2 separate regions of the Mus musculus genome follow, and region 2 is linked to region 1. Evidence: chromatin contacts called from public HiChIP or PLAC-seq data. All regions are on one chromosome and are shown on one strand. Each heading gives the region's core, a stretch centred on a gene start, on an enhancer-like site or on the middle of the called end of the contact. The rest is flanking DNA. Distances are from core to core; before and after follow the strand shown.

Evidence for each region. HiChIP or PLAC-seq counts read pairs in DNA pulled down with a chosen protein or histone mark.
Region 2: a FOXA1 HiChIP or PLAC-seq map of pancreatic cancer cells shows a contact between it and region 1. The contact joins two enhancer-like sites. A contact is called at or near these places in 1 of 39 promoter capture datasets (hippocampal neurons), 1 of 115 datasets of contacts at active chromatin or transcription factors (pancreatic cancer cells) and 2 of 9 other capture datasets (adipose tissue and liver).

The regions. Positions count from the first base shown.
Region 1 is chr13:26,216,183-26,219,958 of GRCm38.p6, reverse strand. No RefSeq gene overlaps it. Among named protein-coding and RNA genes, the nearest start is that of 1700092E19Rik, 94 kb to the left of the region's middle. Within about 2 kb of position 2,473, at least 26 of the 459 cell types and tissues checked have an H3K27ac peak or open chromatin away from gene starts, as enhancers often do. A contact at or near this core is called in pancreatic cancer cells, where this site is marked.
Region 2 is chr13:27,044,189-27,047,918 of GRCm38.p6, reverse strand. No RefSeq gene overlaps it. Among named protein-coding and RNA genes, the nearest start is that of Prl, 12 kb to the left of the region's middle. Within about 2 kb of position 1,563, at least 13 of the 459 cell types and tissues checked have an H3K27ac peak or open chromatin away from gene starts, as enhancers often do. A contact at or near this core is called in pancreatic cancer cells, where this site is marked.

The DNA of each region.
Region 1 (3,776 bases), core at 1,224-3,723:
TTCTGGGCAGCTTATCAGCTGGTATGTGCTGCCTGGTCGTTGGCTCAGTGTCAGAGCAATCTCAGGGGTCCAGGTTAGTTGAGACTGCTCATCTTCCTATAGGGCCGCCCTCCTTCTCAGCTTTTTCCAGCTTTTCCCTATTTCAACAAAAGGGGTCAGCAGCTTCTGTCCATGTTTTAAGGGAGAACAGTCAATGGAGGGAGGATTAAATTATTTATTTATTTGGGGACTTTAGAAGAAATATTAAGGCACTGTTAGCTGAGTTGTTAATAGATTGGCTGTGTACCCCAAAATATCTCATGTCCACCTGGAACCTCAAAATATGACCTTACTTGGAAATGGCATTGCTATGAACATAATTAGTAAGATCTAATACTGAATTACAATGAACACTAAACCCAGTGAATGATTCTAATTTGTCTCTTCCACACAGTCATCATCTTTTGTCTGTGATGGTTTAACTGAAGATAATATTAACAAGCCCTTTCAAAGTCAAATCAAAAGTGTTACCATAGTCACAATGTTGATGTTTTTAAATCTTCACCTATGTGATATGCATTTATCTCTCAGGTGATTCATAATTTCAGAGAGGATGATGAAGTGAATACTGCTGTTTGTTGACCCCTTCCCATTACAACATATAACTATATACAGTGAGTATTGACCATATTTTTCGTCCTTATATTAACTAAAGCACCCAACTCACTTAACTTGGGCTGCCAAAACTAGATTCCCCAGTCAGAGTGGACTATAAAATAATTATCTTATTAAAGTTCTGAAGGATGGAAGTCTAGGAGTGGGTTTGCTTTTTTTTTTCCCCTTGGTTTTTGGGTTTTTCGAGACAGGGTTTCTCTCTATTGCTCTGGATGTCCTGGAATTCACTTTGTAGACCAGGCTGGCCTTGAACTCAGAAATCCACCTGCCTCTGCCTCCCAAGTGCTGGGATTAAAGGCATGTGCCACCATGCCCAGCCTGGGTTTGCTTTTTAAGCAATGCTAATAATCTCATTTCTTTGGTCTGCCATCAGCTATCATGTCTGGGGTAAACAAATGTTTCTTTGCATCATCATAGGAAAGTTCATTCAATGTCTACGTTCTGTCTGCATCATGTACCTAGCTAGATGCAAACTTCTTTGTTTCTTGGCCCCAGTGTTCCTAGTCTTACAGTTTGAACCCTAACATTCTTTTAAATCCTGCAGTTCATTCTTGCTGTAGAACAAATGAACCATATATATTTTTTTTTTCACAAGTCTTTCCCCTACTTCCTACCATAAACTCACTCCTGGATCAATCTGATGCCGTTTACTCTTCTTAAAAGACACCATACTTTCTGAATTGAGTTCCCAATGTGTGATGTCATTTATCTCACCTCCATTCTCAATACAGTCACATTTGTGCAAAGAGAATCAGGGTAAGAATTGGGTGGGGAAATACAATGACGTTCATGAAAATTCCCTTGATTTCTTTTTTCTAAACTGCCCCAAACAGTATAGTAACCTCAAAGGCATTTGCCCTTTTCACGTTCTCTTGACTTCCTCTCAAACCTCATAATGACTTTCTCCTCAGGCCTTTGTGAAAACTGCCTATTAGTAAATGACTCTATTTTCTGTTCTTTCTTTAAAGAAATTAAAATAATTTTTTTTCAACAGCCTGCCATGGCATTATAATTTGTCTATTACGCGACTTCACCTCACCTGCTTGAGGAACACATTATGAAATATCACATCTCTTCTAGAGTCCATGTTTTGTTGTTTGTCTCTTGCATCTGGCCCTCCTCTATTATTTTTAAATTTTAATATTCTTCCATTTATTTCTCTCATTTGCTTTCCTATGGCCTTCCATCACACCACCCACTTCCATTCACATTTACCCAGAAAGTTTCATAAGCTAGTCCCCTTGCAAGATTTTATTAGCATTCACCCTAATCAGCTTCATTTTCTGTAATACGGATAAGACAATTTCCCAAAATATAATTAGTAATTAGCATTTACTACATAAAAATATTGAAGAGTCAATATCAAGGGTTACAATAGAAACAACCACATTCAAATTGCAATGGACATATTTTCACTAAAACTGAACAGAGAGGTTTTTCTGAAAAGCAAGCCTGTGATTTCATTGCTTTCTTGTTTAACTTTGTGATTCTATTCCCCCCCTTTTTTTTACAACAAATGGAACTGGATAATAGGACTCATGATGAATTGTAAAGGAAGAGGGAATGGAAAATAAAGAAAGGAGAGAGAAGGAGGGAGGAAAGTCATTTGGGAAGAAGATAGGAATGGGGACGGACAATGAGATGGAGGAGAGATGGGGCAAGGAAAGATGAGTATGGAAAATTTGAAGAATATACAGCTGTAGTTTGCAGGTCTTTACAGAAAAGACTGTTCTTCCTCCTCCTTTGGTAGTAAAAGGCATGGATGGCATCAGCAGCACGAAGGAGTCATCAGCATGGTCATAAACCACAAACCACAAGCTGACATTGTAAATACCACATGTCTTACTCGTCTCTCCTATTCTCTAGTTTTGTTAATGGCCAAGACCATGTCTTAATTCCAGACAAAAAGAAAAAAAGCAACAATCTTAAAGCATATGCAATGGAATTACATAAGCCACAAAGAAACATAAATATATTAAATATGGGGTGTTTGTATATGTATCACAAATATATTAAATAATATTCTCCTGTTTGTAATATTTGTTAATTGAATCAAATCTCATTTTTCTTTTTTTCCTTAACCATATCTGAGTCAAGAAAAATTCCCCTATTAGGGTTCATAAAATTATGAATAAAAAGTTCATGAGTTGAAACATCCCAGAAATCATTCTGCTTCCATCCTAGAGCCAGAAAATTGCTCTTAAAATTATTTTTACATCTGATTAGTCCTTCTACAGATTAAAGAAAGGACAAAGTCTTACTTTCAAAGTTTATTCTCACAAAGTATGTATTAAAATAAATATTTTGTAAATTATAGGAGGAAAAGAAGAAATTTATGATATCAGTAATTCTATTTTTAAAGCTGTTTATTGCTTCCAGACCTGCTGACATTAGATGACTTTAAAGTTTTGTAATGGAATCCAATATCTCCCTCTACTAAATCTCCACAACTTAAACACCAGCTAGAGATAGATAAGGCATGGATTGCCTCAGCAATGCTAAGAAGTAATAGCCATTTAAACAGCTTATAAAGCTCACATGATTTCCACTGAGTGTACTGTAAAGTGAGTCATTCAAGCTTGCCTGACTACTGAGAAATAGAATTATAGAGGATATCATCCCAGTTATACTATTTCTGTCCACTTGGTTTAAACTAAAACATATTTATTTATGAAGAACAAATGGGGAAGCTAAAATGAAAATGATTTTGGGGCATGCAGGCCAGTTCAAAGCAAAGAAGTGGCTCTACAAATACAATGGAGGGAAAATACTCTCTGGAAAGTAAATCTTTCTCCAGAGGAGATGAATATTTAAATAGAAGGCTTTTTTGAAAAAAGCAGGTACCATTATCAGCCTACACAAGCTAGTCTTCCTAATGTTTCTAGAAAGCACATATTGTAGTCATCTGGTAGGACTATAACAGAGAAGGACTCTTCTGCCTCCCCTGAGCCGGCCCAGGAATGTGTTGAGAAAGAAGTAGGTATCACAGGATGGAAAGGCTATTGGGGACATGAAAGCAGGATGCAACTTTGAAGGCTAGAATAGTTATACTGAATATCAACATGAAGAATATTAGCTGACCAGGAGCAAAGAGGATAGGGAAAACTTGGGAACTGAGGACA
Region 2 (3,730 bases), core at 314-2,813, 830 kb before region 1:
GTCAGAACTGGAACTCACACAGGGTAGGAACTTGGAGAAAGGAGCTGATACAGAGGAAAAAGGTATTTTGCTTACTAGATGGCTTCTCCTTGCTTGCTCAGCTTGCTTTCTTATAGAACCCAGGACTACTAGCCCAGGGATGCCACCACCCACATTGGATCCTTCCACCCTTGATCACTAATTGAGACAGTGTCTTACAGCTGGATCTCATGGAGGCATTTCTTCAAGGGAGATTCTTTTCTCTGTGATAACTCCAGCTTGTCTCAAGTTGACACACAAAACCATCCATTATAAATACAAACTAAAGGGAAAAGGAAATATTAATGTATAAAAATAGACAAATGAAAAACTACATTTAAAATTGCTAATCATATATTTATTAAGACGTAAAAGAGTTAAGTCACAGTATTTTGTGATATTACAAGGAAAAAGCAGTGAATTTAAGACAGTCTGTACTGCTTTTGTGTTCCTTAATGAAATATAAAGCAAATAGCATAGATTTTTAAAATACCAGAAGAATTTATCCACGAAGCAAGAGTTGGAGGTAACAATTAGATATGTATTTCAAACAACTATAATAAATAGCATTAAAAACGTGTAAGAGTTTTCTATTATATAAAGAGAGACATCATAATCAAGTGTGTATTATTTCACTTAGTGGTCAGCCATAAATTCAATCAATTGCTGTCATATAAACAGTTCTGGAGAAGGCATTTGTCACAAAGCCTCATGACCTAAAACAGTCCCCAGGACCTACATGATAAAGGAAAGAATAAAGACCTATATGTTTCCTTCTGACCTTTAGACATGCACTGTTGCTTGCTTGCACCCGTAAACACACACACACACACACACACACACACACACACACACACACACACACGGAGAAAGGGAAGGAGGGAGGGAGGGAGGGAGGGAGGGAGGGAGGGAGGGAGGGAGGGAGGGAGGGAGGGAGGGAAGGTGAAAAAGAGTAGAATCAATATCCTGGATCATCATGCTTGTTAACTTTTTGCTCAGGCCTATACTCTTGCTCTTGGTCAGCTATTCAGTGTCACAACCATCATATCTGTGAACATATCCTCAAATCTGTGTCTTCCTCTCACAAGGGATCTGAGTTTCTATCATCTGATTATATATATATATATATATATATATATATATATATATATATATATATATATATGTGTGTGTGTGTGTGTGTGTGTGTGTGTGTGTGCATATATATATCAATGATATTTAAGCAAAATATTATGAATTACTGAAGATAGTTCATTTTCGCTCTTAAGTTCACAGCTTCTAATATTATCACCCAGCTAACATCTCAGCTGACTTGGTTTTCTCTTCTTTCTCCTGCTATATGCATCACACTCACTCTGGTGACACATGAGCATGATTTTGTCCTCAAACCTCCATGAAATTCTATTCATATCTTCTTCATTAGCTTGACCAAGATGTTCATAGTTGATTTTCTTACTTTTTCACTTCCTGTAAACAATACAGTTTCAGAGTCTGTGTTCACCACAAAGATTAATCATTCCCAAGAGCAACTTCTGAGCTAAACTACTTGGTTTAGAGTGTGATGTTAAATGAGTCAGAAAAACAGTAAAGTAAACATGATCAGTTGCCACATTTTACAGATGGGAAATAAGGCAAATTTACTCTCTTACTGACAATACTGGCACAGGAGCCACAATTCACTGAACTTCTTGCCTTCTATCTTTAGTCTCCCCAGCATTGTATGTGTCTGATGGGAAATTCTATGAGGAGATGAAGATGTGGCCTTGAAATTATACTGAAAACCACATTATTACCTCAAGAAAAGAATGTCAAAGTAATTGGGTTTGTAACATGAAAGGAGAGAGTAGAGTCTGCAAGAAAATATCGCCCCTGTCAAAGGGAATCTGAGTGAAATTCTAAATCATGCTATAAAAGCAATTCATTTGTTGGACAATTTTTAATATGGTGTTTGGATAAGAGATGAAAGCTCTTAATTTTTTATTTAAATTGGTGTTGGATTTATCTCACATTTTGGTCTCTGGGAGTTCCTTTACTAATATGAGTCTCACATATGTCATAAAATCTTCATTTACCTCTTCTACTTGTCACTTCTATATGATTAGTAAAATGAAAGTCACGGATTCTTCTGCAGATTAAAAAGAAGATAAAAGGTTACCTGTCTACTATGTGAGAGAGGCAGTATTATTAACAGCATTAAGGGTGACTTGGCATTTGAATGTTCCTCCTGCTGCCATTTTGTACTCATGTCTTAGAAGTCAATGAGGTAGACGAGAAATGGGCATTTCTTTCTGAAAAGGGCATTGATTTCAGGCAGAGAAGAAGAGAATGCATGCAAGCTTGAGTTTCTGGTAAGCTCTAGCAACACTTATAAAGTATCCGTTGCAATAATGAAGTTTGTAGATTATTTATATGGAAGCAGCAATGAGTTTGTGAATTTGTTTTCACATTTTGCTTCTAGAAAGACTCTTCATTAATGAGACATTGAATACAAAGTAAAGCCTACTTGATTATTTAAGAAGGAGAAAGGATAGGGGATGATCAAAGTACATGATATACAAGTGTGCCAAAATGAATTTCATTGTTTTGTATAATAAATACATACTGAAGATGATATAGATAACATATTTTAAAGCAATTAACTGGTATGATAAAAATATATTTTGAAGCATACAAGACCACTATCTTGAAAACTTCTCTCTTCATAAATGGAGTTTTCTAATAATGCAATTACTCATATGATTCAATATAAACAGATTTTCATTCCCAGTTATCACCAGAGAGATTTGTTGGGTGTTCTTTACCTTTTATAATTTTCAGGCATTTTCAAAAAGTGTCATCACATTTTCTTCTGTATATTTTTTCTCTTACCAGCTTTTATCATTAAGATAGCTATGAATAGAATCCACTGAGCATCAGGAAAGGTTGTGAGCAGCTCATAGTTCCAAAGTGTTCCTTCTCTACCCCTCCTATTGTTTGGGCCTATGGCAGAACTAGCAGAATGGCTCAGTTGGATTTCTTGACAGAGAACATCCCTCAATGAGTATCTGGAAGCAAGAAAGAAAAAAGGCTAGACCCTACTATCCACCGCAAGAGCAGGCCCTCCAATGTTTGAAGACATTCTATGGGACACACCTGATAATAGTGTCATTTGACCATGATGCCACCTGATGACACTGTGACATTAGCCCATCTTTGAAGATCTTTGCAAACCTTTGTTAACTCAACCTCTAATTTTTGATTAAAATTTTTACAACTTTTTGTGTCAACAAAATTAGATAGTTAACAACAGTCAAACTGCTTGTTAAATTTTGAAAACCCAAATACTTTTTAGTGAATTCTTGAAAAAGTTTTACTTTCTAAGTTCCTTGAGGTCCAAACTTTTCACTCCAGAAACTGGACCAGAATCTTGTTTTAATATGAACACTGACATATTAGTGTAATAAATTGCTTGAGAACTTTCACTATGAATAACATAGGAGTCTTTTTTCTCATGTGTGTGTATTCAGGGAAGAGTTATATACATATGAATATGTATTTATATGATATATATATGATATGTATATATGAATATATCCATATACATAAAAATGAGTACATATAATATTATATGTGTGTGTATGTATATGAATATGTGCCTATACTGACTATAGATGAGTGTAGTAGTTTTAATTTGTATTACAAATATTTAACTTATTTAAAATTTATTAAATTC